Regions from separate parts of the Ovis aries genome. Here region 1 is linked to region 2. The links are chromatin contacts, called in public Hi-C maps. All regions are on one chromosome and are shown on one strand. Each heading gives the region's core, a stretch centred on a gene start, on an enhancer-like site or on the middle of the called end of the contact. The rest is flanking DNA. Distances are from core to core; before and after follow the strand shown. Region 1 holds the start of LOC101110974 (histone H2B type 1-M). Region 2 holds the start of ABT1 (activator of basal transcription 1).

Region 1 (6,470 bases), core at 3,151-5,650, 260 kb after region 2:
CTCGATGGACGTTAGTCTGAGTGAACTCTGGGAGTTGGTGATGGACAGGGAGGCCTGGCGTGCTGCGATTCATGGGGTCACAAAGAGTCAGACACGACTGAGCAACTGAACTGAACTGACCTGAACTGAGAGCTTATTTCTATGTAATCTTTAAAGCACAGATACTTTTACATTCAAGATTTAAAGCATCATGTGGTGACACTAAAAAGAATCATGTGGTGGTTTTAAAATACATACACAAATTCTTTTAATATCCTTACCTCAAAAGATGGATCCTAATTCCCCTTCTAAATAAATGCCAAATTTAAGTGACTTGCTTCTAATGAATAGAAAGTAGCAGAAGTGTCAGTGTGTCAAAATTAGGTCACAGAGGCATTCCTGCTGTTCTCTGATTTCTCTTTCTATGGGATAACAGCTACTGTGCTTTGAAGCAGTCTCTTCCATCCTCTGGAGGAACTGAGTTCTTGCCAGCAGACACTTGTCTGGGGAATCCCCCAGCTACAGTCAAGCTTTCAGTTGACTGCAGCATTCACTTACTTCTTGACTTCAAACTCCCCAGAGACCCTGAGTCATAACTACCTGATTAAGTCATTTAAGTGAAGGACAGGAAAGCCTAGCATGCTGCAGTCCATGGGGTAGCAAAAAGTAGGACACAACTGAGTGAATGAACAACAACAAAGTCATTTCTGGATTCCTGATCTCAGAAGTTGAATGAGATAATAAATATTGATTGACTTAGGCTGCTCAGTTTGGAGATAATTTATTATACAGCAGTAAGTAATAAAAGAGAACCCCCACAATGAAGTTTATGAAGCTACCATCACTTTAAGGACAAAATCTGATGAAGGCAAACCCAAAAGAGAAAAATCATAGAATGATTTCATGTATGAATAGTAGAGGATTTTAAATATCCATGTAAAATATTAAAATTTATCCAGGCACTATTTAAGATAAAGATAAAACATGACCAAATAAGGGACTTCCCTGGTGGTCCAGTGGTTAAGAGTCTGCTTGCCACTGTGAGCAAGGTGGGTTGCATCCCTGGTCCAGGAAGATACCACATGCCGAGATACAACTAAGCCCATGTGCCGCGACTACTGAAGCTCGTGAGCCTAGACCCTATACTCTGCAACAACAGAAGCCACTGCGATGAGAAGCCAACCTGCCACAATGAAGAATGGCCTCCACTTGCTGCAACTAGAGAAAGCCTTTGAGCAGCAATAAAGACCCAGCACAGCCAAAAGAAAAAAAGAAAAATGACCAAATAAGATTTGGGCTAGAACTAGAAATATGGATTAACATTAGAATATCTATGTGTACTTCATTGCAACAGCTTTAAGGAGAAAAAGCACATTATTTCATCAGATGCCAAAAATCCATAAATCACTCCTAATAACTCATAATAGAATTAAAAGGAAATTACATCGATACGATAAAGACTACTCACACACACATGCATATGTATTATTATAAATCACAAACTACCAAAGCTAGTTCCATGAAAAGGAGGAAGAAATGGTGACATCTGTTAGCATGTCTAACATGGGATAGTTTGTGATTTTAGCTAACACAATAATTTGATAAAAGATAAAGAGAAATTGTTATTGGAAAGGATATCAAACTTTTTTTTTCTGTGCTAATGATAGTATTATATGAAATGAAAGTCAAGATAATCCATTAGATATTAACATTAACAGAAGTTAGTAATTAGCAAGATACAAAATGCATGTAAATAATCACTCCCCTCCACCCCATGTTAGAATTTCAAACAGTGCTTTTTGATCTGATGCCATATGTCCACCCAGAAAATCAGCATTAAATTTGTAAGAATGTATAGGGTTTAGTTCAGTGTCACACAGTAACCCTTATTTGTAATATCATTTCACTACATTTTATGAGTAATCCATCAATTCTAAAAAATTACGGCCCTGATCATTTAAATCATTTAAATCTCACATCTGCATCATTTTCTGTTTGTCCTGCCACTATGGTTGGATGCATGCCACACAATTTTATTACCCATTCCAGATCTCCTAAACTCATTTTTACATCCCTCTCTCTGCATTTTGGATAATTCCTTGAGATCTGGTTTGCTATTCATGAAAATTCTTCAATTGGGTCTAATTTACTATTAAGCTCATCCAGTAAGCTTTTAATTCTGATCTCTATATAGAAAACAAATAGTTCTAGAAATATTTGTTTTCTTCAAAACCATGTGATCGTTTTTTTGTATTCTCTTCCTATCCTTGTATTCTCTATCCTTCCCATAGTTCAGGTTTTGTTTGGAAATATATTAGTCACTTGAAGTTTGTATCTGTTAATGTGTGCTTTGGTTTCCATTGTCTGTTGTTCTTGGTCATGGCGTCTTTGGCTAATTTTGGTTGTGAAGCTGCTCTTTCATTTTCTTGGCTATATATCTGTGGGATTTATTAAGGCCTAAAATGAAGCTTACCCTTTCAGAGAGGATTTGTATTTGCTTTTACCAGGTGCCCAAGGAGCACCAAAACAGTTTGGGATATTTCTAAATTAAATTCTCAGCCTAGGTGTTTTGAATCCCTATTTTATTATATTCACGCTGAAACAAAAAAAGTGTGAAGCCTGGCTTGTATTCCAGATTCTCAGCAGTGGAGTTTACTTGCTCAGCACCAAGTTTCAGGACATTCTTTGCCCTCCATTATCTACTGTGAATGAATGTGTGTATTTATCTCTAGTTCCTTTTGGTCTGGTGTCTCAGCTTCACTGGGAAAGTTCTTATGCTCCCCACCATGGCCAGACTTCATATAACAGCCTAAAAAACAAAGCTCAGATTTGGGTAAAAATCAGCAGAGGTGCTTAGGGTTTCACATGGGCCAAGGCCCTCGGACTGAGTGTTCCTTACTTTCATACTGGGTCTTCATTGCTTCATCCTCAGCCCATGCTCATCTACCTGGCAATTTTCTTGGTTACCTCTACTGATTCCTTTCCTCCCGGCCACTCCCTCCTAGCGCGCCGCCCCGCGCCGCACCCCCCCCCCCCCCCCGCCCCCGTCCCAGCCTCTTCAGATTTATCTTCTTGACAAAATGTTATTTCCCACTAGGGAAAGCGCTTATTTCTATCCTACCTAGTACACATTCTACCAGGAAGGGTTTTCCTTTCCTTTCTACTTCCTCCCTGCCCTTGATACTTGGGGACACCCGGGAAAGCAGGAGTGCTCAAAATGGGGCCTGAGCGGAGTAGACAGACTCCTTTACCGATGGAGAGAATGATAACCGGACATCTGAGACCCAGAATACTTTAAAGCTGAATGCTGCCCCCAGAGGACTACAAATTAAATAGGACTTTCTGGGAAAGAAATTATAGCAGCTGACAGGATTTGAAGGCTTCGTTTTGCTTTTCTTTTCCGCCTTTAGGATACAGCGTAGGCTCCTCCTCACCGCAGAAACTGCACCAATTCCAAAGCAAGGAAACCAGAAAAAACCTCTGTAACATTTTTGTGAAAATTCAGTTTTCAGCATTCCCCCACCCCCGGAAATACATGTATCTGTGGTTTAAAAATGCAGAAAAAAGAAAAATGTAAAAGCTCTGAGCAGAATGAACTTGGTAAGAGCACGCTCTTTCGTATTCTGGGTGAGGGTTCATCGCCAAAGTCCGGGTCACCGTCAGGATCAACTTGAAGACCAAAGTACGGAAAAGAAAGCTGTACCTTAAAGGGCATTTTCAGGGCAAATTGATAAATGGTTTCGTGGTATCATGGTTCTATGTAACTACTTACCTGTAGTGGGCATGCAATGAGTAGTAGCACGTATTGTCTAGCTTGCCCATAGTAATTCTTACGCAGATGCAATAGAACCGTAAAGAATGCTAGTGAAGATTTAAATTTGGTAGAAATAGGAATATAGCCTTTGTAATGAAAGGATTACAACTCATTTGCTGAAAACATGCGTGGCTCTTAAAAGAGCCTTTGGGGTTAGGTGTAAAGACGCTTACTTGGCATGTTTACTTGGAGCTGGTGTACTTGGTGACGGCCTTGGTGCCCTCGGACACGGCGTGTTTGGCCAACTCCCCGGGCAACAGCAGGCGTACGGCCGTCTGGATCTCCCTGGATGTGATAGTCGAGCGCTTGTTGTAATGCGCCAGACGCGACGCCTCACCCGCGATGCGCTCAAAGATGTCGTTGACAAATGAATTCATGATGCCCATGGCCTTGGACGAGATGCCAGTGTCCGGGTGGACCTGCTTCAGCACCTTGTACACGTACACGGAGTAGCTCTCCTTGCGGCTGCGCTTGCGCTTCTTGCCATCCTTCTTCTGCGCCTTGCTCACTGCCTTCTTCGAGCCTTTCTTTGGGGCAGGAGCTGACTTGGTGGGTTCAGGCATCTTACCGATATAAACTGGAATAGTTACAGTAACAGCTGGGAAAATAGTTGCCTCGAGTGAGGCCACATTTATTTATAGACGCGGTATTCAAATGAGGTTCGTAAGATCTCGCTCAGGATTGGATTAATTTTATTGTGGCGTCATAAACACGAATGTAAATGAGTCTAACAGGTCTACCTTTTCATTGGCTGCTTTGTTACTTTGCTTTGACCCAATCACAGAGCCTAGACTAGACTTACCCATAGCTAGTATAAATAGCCTCTTCAGAAGCCTGTATTGTGTATTTCACAGCAAGCAGATGCAAGTAGTTGGGAACATGCTAGTTTTAGGTTTGTAACTAAAGGCAACTTCTCTGTTCCTTTGTGTAACGCTGATTCTGGCTCGGGCCCGCACCTAGTGGCCATCTTAATGTCCTCGGGGCTGGTGGGCAAGCTCGATAAAAACAGTATCCTGCGCCTCGGGGCAGGTAACTAATGGACAGCTAACTACCCATCGTAGCCACCACCATGTGGACTGGGTCACCCTGTAATAAAATTCACAACCCGTTTTCTTCGTCCTCTACCAGAAGAATTATTGCAACCCATTCAATGACTAACCATCTCTTGTAAAACCCTATAGAACATAGCGCCTGTTAAATACGGAGAATTACTTTCTCCCCAAACTCGGGCTCTATTTTACCGTGCCGTTTGAGGCAGCGTTGGGAATTTGCGTCAAACCAGCCCACTGTTCTGTGAGCCTTGTACATGCTCAACTAGTTAGGCGCAAACCGATTACCCGTGCAATTCCAGGGTTCGCTAGCACTCTCACGTTTTACGGAACTCTGCTAAGAACCACCTCCCACCCCCGCGAGGCCCGCCCTCCACTTGCTGCCTCTTCCGCCCGACCACGCCCCCTTAAGTGTGCAACAGCTCTTTTCCCGAGATCTTTGGGTGGCTCTGAAAAGAGCCTTTGGGTTGTGTCGAGCTTCGAAGCCGGAGGCCAAAGGAACTTCCTATTTCTTCTTGGCCGCCGCCTTCTTTGGCTTGGCTGCCTTGGGCTTGGCGGTCTTTGGTTTAGCCGCCTTGGGTTTCACCGCTTTGGCCTTCGCTGGACTCTTGGGCGCCTTCTTCGGCTTGGCTGCTTTCGCTTTTTTCGGACTCTTTGCCTTTTTGGCTCCTGCAGCCGCAGCAGGCTTCTTCGCCTTCTTTGGGGTCTTCTTGGCGCTCTTCTTGGGGGTTGCCGCCCCAGTGGCCTTCTTCGGCTTCTTTGCTGCTCCTGCGGGCTTCTTGGGCTTGGCCGCACCCGCCTTCTTGGCTTTGGGCTTGGCTTCTCCAGTGGCCGCTTTCTTGTTGAGCTTGAAAGAGCCGGAAGCCCCGGTGCCCTTGGTCTGCACTAGAGTGCCCTTGCTCACCAAGCTCTTGAGACCCAGCTTGATGCGGCTGTTGTTCTTCTCTACATCGTAGCCAGCGGCCGCCAGTGCCTTTTTGAGCGCAGCCAGAGACACGCCGCTGCGCTCCTTGGAGGCGGCGACAGCCTTGGTGATGAGCTCGGACACCGGGGGACCAGACGCCTTGCGCTTCGCGGCACCTGCGGCCTTGCGGGCCTTCTTTTTCACAGGCGTCTTCTCGGCGGGGGCCGGAGCAGCGGGCGCGGCGGGCGCAGTCTCGGACATGTTCTAGGCGGGCGTGGGTAGAGCAATTCGAGCCGGAAGCAGAGGTACTGGCCGGGACTCGGGCCGCGCCGCTGCGCCCGCCCGTTTATATAGGGCGGAGCTGCGCCGTGATTGGTGCGCTGTCCAGCCCGCCTCGCTGGCAGCCGCAGAGTGTCCTCTCGGATCCCGAGTTGTGTTTGTTACACCTCAAAAAATGCCAAAAATATCAAAATTCTGTGCATCGAATTGCCCGATTTTTCTCAGAAAGTGATCCCCGAAGCCTCAGGCTTCACGTAGGTCTCAAATTATGAGTAAAGCACAAAACCTTATGCCAAAAACCTGCAATATTTCCCGCCGTGCTCGTCAAATTTCGACTCAGAGAAACAAAACTTTCTATTTTCTTAGTAAATTATACACCGATCTTTAACTGTGGAGTTTTCTGACCTCTCAAATATGATTCTCCAAGTGCTTAGGTTCTTATGTG
Region 2 (7,417 bases), core at 4,757-7,256:
TTGAGTGTTAACTAATCATTATATCTGTAGTGCCCAACGAAGGAACAAATGTAGCAGTCAAATAATCATACCAATGGAAAACTGATCGTGACCATCTGGCCCGTAGGGAGGGTACATTTAAGGGCTCCTGTATTGTTGGCCTAATGTTCCCATGGGCAAAGGCCAGACCTAAAGTACATCTTCCTACCCACCCTGGGGCTAGCCATGGCCACAGATTGGTCCTGCATAACCAATGAGTACTGTTTGGGGCAATCCACCTGATTCCAGGGTTGACTCCCTAGTCTGTCCCAGGCCATTGGGTGGATTGATTGGGATCATAAGTACCTTTATAGGTCTTATAGCACTGTTCTGTCTGTAGAAAACCCATTGGCTTCAAGTCCTTTTTTGTCTATTATCTGGTTATTATATCTAGTAGTGTCCTGTTTTTTTTTTTTTTTGGACTGTTTGGACTTATTAGCTGTCACATAATATTGATAAGCATTTTCTGAGCTAAGAATACAATTAAAATGTATCCCACGGCCTTTTGTCAGATCATCAGACTTTTTATCGAACCAATGGGTAGTGGCTGCTGTAATGACAGTTTCCACACTCAACTTTTGTTGTTTCATCTGAAGAAAATAGTCACATAAACTAGGCATGTCACCCCTTCATAGAGGTGACACCCACCATGGGAGTCCATCCATGACAGACATGGGCATAGCTCCGCCTACCCAGCAGTTAGATCTATTATGGAAGTCCGAGTAGGAATGTGCCCATGAGATGGAAATGTTGTCTTGTGCTGAAATTAGGGTTAGTCCCAGGATACCAGAAAGTCTACGTAGTAGGAGTTGATTGTGGAGCTTCATATTTTCTTTTTAAGATGATGTTGGTTTCACGGAGATCAGCGAGGTCCTTTTGTATAGTCCACCCGGCGTCCTCCAGGTCTGTGTGGTATGTCCTCTTCACCCTCGTGTGATGGATCCAGGGAGTAACACCTGCAACTTTAACTGCCGTAGGTATAGTTAGTACAGCAATATATGGACCGTTCCAGTGTGGGGCCAAGGAGTCATGCTTCCAATCCTTGACCCACACTTCATCACTGGGCACAAATTCATGAATCTGCTCCCCAAGGGGGAATGACACCCATTCTTGGACAAACTTAGTTACCTGGTTTATCACTTTACCTAATTTTTCCATCCTCTGTGAAATCCCATTCCCCTCTTACCTGGCAAATTTGCCAACACCTGTCTTAACTATGGGAGGGGGTCTTCCATAGACAATTTCATAAGGAGAATAACCATGGAAACACAGGGTCATTCTTTATTTGAGCAAGGCCACCGGAAGTAAGTCCATGAACAGTCAGTCTTTATGATCCATTTTGAAAGTGTATCTTTTAGGGTTTGGTTAGTTCTTTCCACCATTCTGGAACTCTGGGGCCTATATGCTGTATGTAATTTCCATTTGACATTTAGAGGTTTACGTAAAAAAAATAAAATAAAAAAAGAGGTTTACATAGTTGTTGAATTAAATCGGCTACAAAAGCAGGGCCATTGTCTGATCCTATACTGGTTGGGAACCAGAATCTGGGGATTATTTCTCGACTCAGACAATGAGGCACTTCATTTGCTTTTTCAGTTCAGGTGGGGAATGCCTCCACCTAACCTGAAAAGATACATACCATGACTCGTAAATAATGATAATACCAGTAGGGTTTCATTTCAGTAAAGTCCACTTCTAAATGTTCAAAGGGCAGAGTACCCTTTAATTGTATTCCCAGAGATTTCTGCTTATGTCTGGGGGCAGCATTGACCTGTGAGCAAGCAGAACAGTTCTTGGATTCCATTTCACACAAGGAAGAAAGCCGTGGTATTAAAAAATATTTCCGAATTAATTCTTCCATTTGTCACATCCCAAGTGGGTAGCCTGGGCTACCTAAGACCCTGATGAAGAGGCCAATATCTCAGGAACTAGCAACCTGCCATCCAGCAGTCCCCACCAGCCCTTTTCATTCTTGGTGGCCCTTTCTGTTTCAGCCAGCTGGTCTTGGGCCGGGGTATACTGTGGAAGAGTTGAAGTTAACTCGGGCATTCTCAAGAGCACAAAAGCCTTAACAATCCCACCCCAGTGCCTCCAAATTCTTCAGCGGCTTATTTTGTGGCTCCATCTGCCTGTTGGTTTCCCCGTGCCTGCAGGGTGCCCTCTTTTTGGTGAGCCCAGCAATATATTACTGCTACTTTTTCAGGTTCCCATACAGCATCTAGTAGGGTCAAGATTTCTTCCTTGTTTTTAAAGTCTTTTCCGTTAGCTGTTAAGAGCCCTCTCTCCTCGTATAGGGCCCCACATACATTGCAAAGTAGCAAAAGCATACCTGGAGTCAGTGTAAACGTTGGTCATCTTACCTTTTGAAAACTGGAAGGCCCGAATGAGAGCCCATAATTCAGTCCGTTGAGAAGACCAGTGAGATGGCAGAGAACCAGCCTCGACGATGCTCTTTTCTGTGACTACTGCATACCCCGACTCCCATTGTCCTTGTTTCACTAGGCTGGCGCCATCAGTGTATAGGACCCAATGTGGGTCCGGGATTGGCTAGTCTCTCAGGTCAGATCTGCTAGCATAAACTTCCAGGATTTATTCACAATTATGTGAGGGTCCGCCTTCCCCCATAGGACGGAGTGTAGCTGCATTTAAGGCCTGACAGAGCTCAATAGTAACATGAGGGTTCTCACATAAAAGTCGCTGACATTGGGTAATCTGCTACATTGACAACCATTTGTGGGGATCCCCTCATAGGAGAACACTGACCTCCTTTACAATTAAGGAGAACCTTTACAATTAAGTTTTGGCCCAGTTAGCTTGTTTGCTTCTCGGACCAGTAAGGCAACCATGGCAATCGCCCGAAAGCACCCGGGCCATCTAATAGCAATGTTGTCCAGCTGTTTTGAGAGATAGGCTATTGGTCTATCCCGTGTCCCCATGGCCTGGGTTAATACCCCCATAGCCACTTTGTCTTTTTCAGTCACATAAAGAGTGAATGGTTTAGTAAGTTCTTGTAGACCCAATGCAGGTGCCAATGTAATTGCCAATTTTAACTTTTCAAAGGCCTGTTGCTGCCTCTCAGCCCAATTTAGTAAATCCCCTTCTGGCCCTGTTAGGAGTTCATACAAGGGCTAGGCCATCTGAGAGTATCCTGGGATCAAAATTCTACAAAACCCAGTGGCTCCCCAAAATTCTGGGACCTATGCAGGTTTTTGGTCGTGGGATTCTCAGGATTACTGCATTCCTGGATTGGTCCAACAGTCTTTTGCCCCCTCTCAGGACAAACCCCAAATATCTTACCTCCATCTTGTAGATCTGTGGCTTTTTCCTCAAAACTCGGTAGCCCGCCTCCATCAACAGTTCTAGCAAAGCCTTAGTTCCTTCCCAGCAGTGTTCTTTATTCTCTGCAGCCAACAGCAGGTCATCCACGTATTGTAGCAGCCAGTATCTAAACCTTCCTGGCTGGAATGAGTCCAGATCGGAAGCCAAGGCTTCCCCGAGAATGATCAGGGAATTCTTAAATCCTTGCGGGAGGCAAGTCCAAGTGAGCTGTTGTTTGGTGCTCCCTGCAGGATCTTCCCATTCAAAGACAAAAATAGGTTCAGATACCGGAGCAATATGGATATAAAAGAATGTGTCTTTTAGATACAGGCAAGTATAGATCTTAGCACTCGGTGGGAGGAGGCTGAGTAAGGTATATAGGTTAGCAGCAGTGGAGTGTAGAGTTACCGCTGCTTGATTGACCAGTCTGAGGTACTGTACAGGCCTGTAGTCCTGTCCCCTTTCCTTCTTAACTGGCAGGATTGGTGTGTTCCAGGCTGACTGGCATTCAATCATGATGCCCACCTGCTGTAACCTATTTATATGTGGCAGGATACCAACTCGGGCCTCCAGTGCTAGCGGGTACTGACATTTCCTGACTGGTATGGCACCAGGTTTGAGTTCTCTTACCACGGGAGCTTGATGTTTGGCAAGCCCAGGCAGGGGCGGGGTGGGGGTGTATCTTTCGCCCAAACCTCAGGGAATTGTTGGATCAGCTCTCTCTTTGGATTGTTTAACCCATCTGGCTTCCCTTCCAAAGGATCATGCAATCTTCATTCATCTTGAGGGGTTACCAAAAGGGAGAGTAAACAGCTGGTCGAGAGCGGGTCTTTCTTGGAGAGAAAGGTCACTTGTGCACCCAATTTAGATGACAAGTCTCCACAAAGAGGTACTGGGCATTAAGGAATATACAGGAATTCATAAGTCACTTGATGCCCCCCCCACCCCAATCTGGCATTTTGGGGGTAGACAGAATAGTCTAATCAGCTTTTCCCTGGTTACTCCTGCAGCAATGGCCTTCTCTGGGGGGTCACCGGTTCGGTCACCACTAACATTTCTGCTCCAGTATTCACCATAAAGTCAATAATTTGGTTCTCCACTTTTAGTTTTACCATGGGCTCTTGGGGACCTTGTGTCTTTGAGCCCCGGCACCCCTATTCAGCCTCCAGTTCAGCCAGCCCTAAAACAATCAATGCCAGTTATTTTTCCCAGCTGTTCTGAAGGCATTCATTTTTCCAGTGGCTGAAGCCCCGGCATGGGCACATTGATTTGGTTGCAGGGCGATCCTGGGCTTCCTTATAGGAGGCTTGCCAGGAGACCAAGGCTGATTTAGAGGGGGTGGAGGTATTGAGGAAGGCCCAAGGAGGGGCCTTCCCAAGGCCTCAGCCAGTAACACCATCCTCTGATCTGCTCTCTTGTTTTCTTCTCTCCGTTTTTTCTCAGCCTTCTTTTTTGCCTCCACGTCTCTGTTTTTGAACACTTTATTAGCAATCTCAATTATTTGTGTGCTGGTCATGGCTAATACTCTGCCTACCTTTTGGAGCTTGCGTCTGATATCAGGGTAGGCTTGAGATACAAAGGCTGTATTTATCACAATTTGAGACCAAGCTGCCTCTGGATCTATTGGTGTATAAAGTCTATAGGTCTTGCATAGTCTTTCATATAACTCAGTAGGTGTTTCAGTTTCCTTTTGGACTACTTCGGTTGGTTTTGCCATATTTATAGACTTACGGCAGCCCTCTTGAGACCTTGTAAAATAGCCGTCCTATATCTCTCAAGGTGGCCCCTTCCTGCCTCTGTGTTATAGTCCCAATCGGGCCTTTCATCAGGGTTGGCTAGTTCTGCCCACCGCTGTGGGTTTACAGTACACTCGGGGGCCACTTCTTGTAGCCATTTTCTAGCCTCAGTATGGATCCTGTGTCTTTTTTCAGTGCTGAAGAGGGAAACTAGCAGCTGGATTATGTCCTCCCACGTAAGATGGTAGGTTCGAAAAATAGTCTCCATCAGCCTGATCATGCCTTGGGTTTCTGCCAGTTTAGTAGGTCCACAGAGGAAAATGGTTGGTAATAGTAGGCTCGGGGAGGCTGGTGGTAGTGTCTGTCTGCTCCCTGAACCGGAGCTGTTGCACTCTGTTGTAGCTCTCTGCGAGGCATTTGTTTACCCCGGCTCTTTGGCGGAGCGCAGCCTCTGTCGAATTCCTGTGTCTCCTTCCCCCTTTCCGTCAGTACTCACCGGGAGAGGCTGATACTTTTTAGGAGGTTCGGCTGAGGCTGAGTCCTGTGGACGTTGACTAGAGGTTCCTACCGCCGGGATCGGAGCCTGCCGAAATGGCGGTTCTACGATCTCCGGGGGAGTTGGCCCAGGAGCAGCTGGTGGAGCCCCAGCAGGCCCTGGATCGGTGGTCATTAAGGCGGCCTCCGGTCCTGGTGAGCATTAGGTGGCCGGCGCGTCATCCAGTATGGGAGAGAGGGCAAATCACTCCCGTCCGGATCCTGCAGAATTTCTTTTTTGTCATCAGTCGATTTTTGTGCCATTAATGTTTTCCCTCTCTCTTTTTGAATGCAGAGTCTTGCCCAAGGGGGAGGATCTCGAGCCAACCACAGCCAAGAATCAGTATATGGGTATTGATCCGGCTGCCCCGGCGTTCCGGTGACTACCGCAGACCGCTTTTATTGTTTTTAAGTCCATGGTGCCCTCTGGTGGCCATCCTACTCCCATAGAGGGCCGTTCAACCTCACAGAATATGCGGAATCGGTTAGGCGTCATGTTCACCCCATAATCTTCTTCAAATTCCTTCTTAAAATTCTTAATCATGCACTCCAATACAGTTGCCTTAGATTCACTTCCTCCCATCTAGCTTACATTCTCGGACCTTCTTCTTCCTTCCCTTTTCGTTCTGTCCACGAAGTTCTCGGTATCCTAAGTACTTCTTGATATTTCTACTCAATGAAACACATATTGCCATTCCGCCTCCTTCTTAATTGGGGTGAGGAGAGCCTTCCTGCTAGAAGGGGAATTGGCGAGTCTTCATCTGCAGGTCCGCAGTGCCGAACCAGAACACCAAGTGGTCCAAGATTATTTTCTCCTCTCACTTTGAAAGTCCGTTCTGCCTTGGTGGGCTTGATTGGGTGCGGATGAAAACATAGATGGATTAAATATCCCACGTCCCAGACGGTCTCGGGAAAGGTCAAATTGTTTTCACTCGCGTATCTTCCTTCTTTAAGCCTGACAACCCTGAGGGGATGAATTCCACAGCAGATGGGACACCTCCTCGGGGAGGGCAGAATATAAGCACACAAAGACCAAGTTTCTTCTTCCCAAAGCCCTCTCGCAATCGCCTGGTAATAATTTACCCCAAGACGACGCGGACACCACCTCCTTTATGACTTTGACGGTCAGTGTGTCCCCTCCATGGGGTCGCTAAGAGTCGGACACAACTAAGCGACTTCACTTTCACTTTTCACTTTCATGCATTGGAGAAGAAAATGGCAATCTACTCCAGTGTTCTTGCCTGAAGAATCCCAGGGACAGAGGAGCCTGGTGGGCTTCCGTCTACGGGGTCGCACAGAGTCGGACACGACTGACGCGACTTAGCAGCAGCAGCAGAAGCAATGTGTCCCCTATTCCCTCCCAGGGGGTTGATCAGGCCCCCTCTTCCACCCCGCAGGGTGGGAATCTCCTTACGTGAGCGCTTAACTCCCCTGCCCCAGTCCACTACCCACTAACGTGAAAGATCCCGGCGTGGGGAAGTGGAATCTTTACAGAAGGACGAGGCGCCTTAACCCCGTCTAGAAGATCAGAGCCGCGAAGCGTCGGAGTAGCCCCAAATGGGACTTGTCTCTCACAGTGAGGAGTTTCCCGGCCAACGCATGAAATGTAGCCAAAAGCTCCGGGAAACAAACTCACTCAGAAGGATAGCGTGAATAGTGGATTGCAGTTTATTACACTCGCGGTCCGAGGCAGAGTTTCCTCTTTAGCCAGGGACCCCGACCGAGTTTTGTGACAATCTATTGTGCCCAAAGTGTATGGGCCCAAGCTCACATACCCAAACTGGCTCTGGACAACCTTAGTAAGAGATACA

The links. A called contact is a pair of places that touch in the nucleus more often than the background predicts.
Region 1: a Hi-C map of omental adipose tissue shows a contact between it and region 2, with 2.2 times the contacts expected there. The contact joins the promoter of LOC101110974 here to the promoter of ABT1 in region 2. A contact is called at or near these places in 3 of 16 Hi-C or Micro-C datasets (blood, hypothalamus and omental adipose tissue).

Annotation. Positions count from the first base shown.
Region 1 is chr20:30,780,024-30,786,493 of ARS-UI_Ramb_v3.0, forward strand. It overlaps LOC101110974 (histone H2B type 1-M), which reads right to left and starts at 4,401. Exons shown (of 2, transcript XM_004019076.6): 1 at 3,967-4,401. The coding sequence starts at 4,356. The coding sequence ends at 3,976. H1-4 (H1.4 linker histone, cluster member) reads right to left here and starts at 6,070. Exons shown (of 1, transcript XM_012101127.4): 1 at 4,469-6,070. The coding sequence starts at 6,007. The coding sequence ends at 5,348.
Region 2 is chr20:30,520,884-30,528,300 of ARS-UI_Ramb_v3.0, forward strand. It overlaps ABT1 (activator of basal transcription 1), which reads right to left and starts at 6,007. Exons shown (of 4, transcript XR_009597625.1): 1 at 1-6,007. It overlaps LOC121817403 (a long non-coding RNA gene), which reads left to right. Exons shown (of 2, transcript XR_006057294.2): 2 at 5,902-7,417.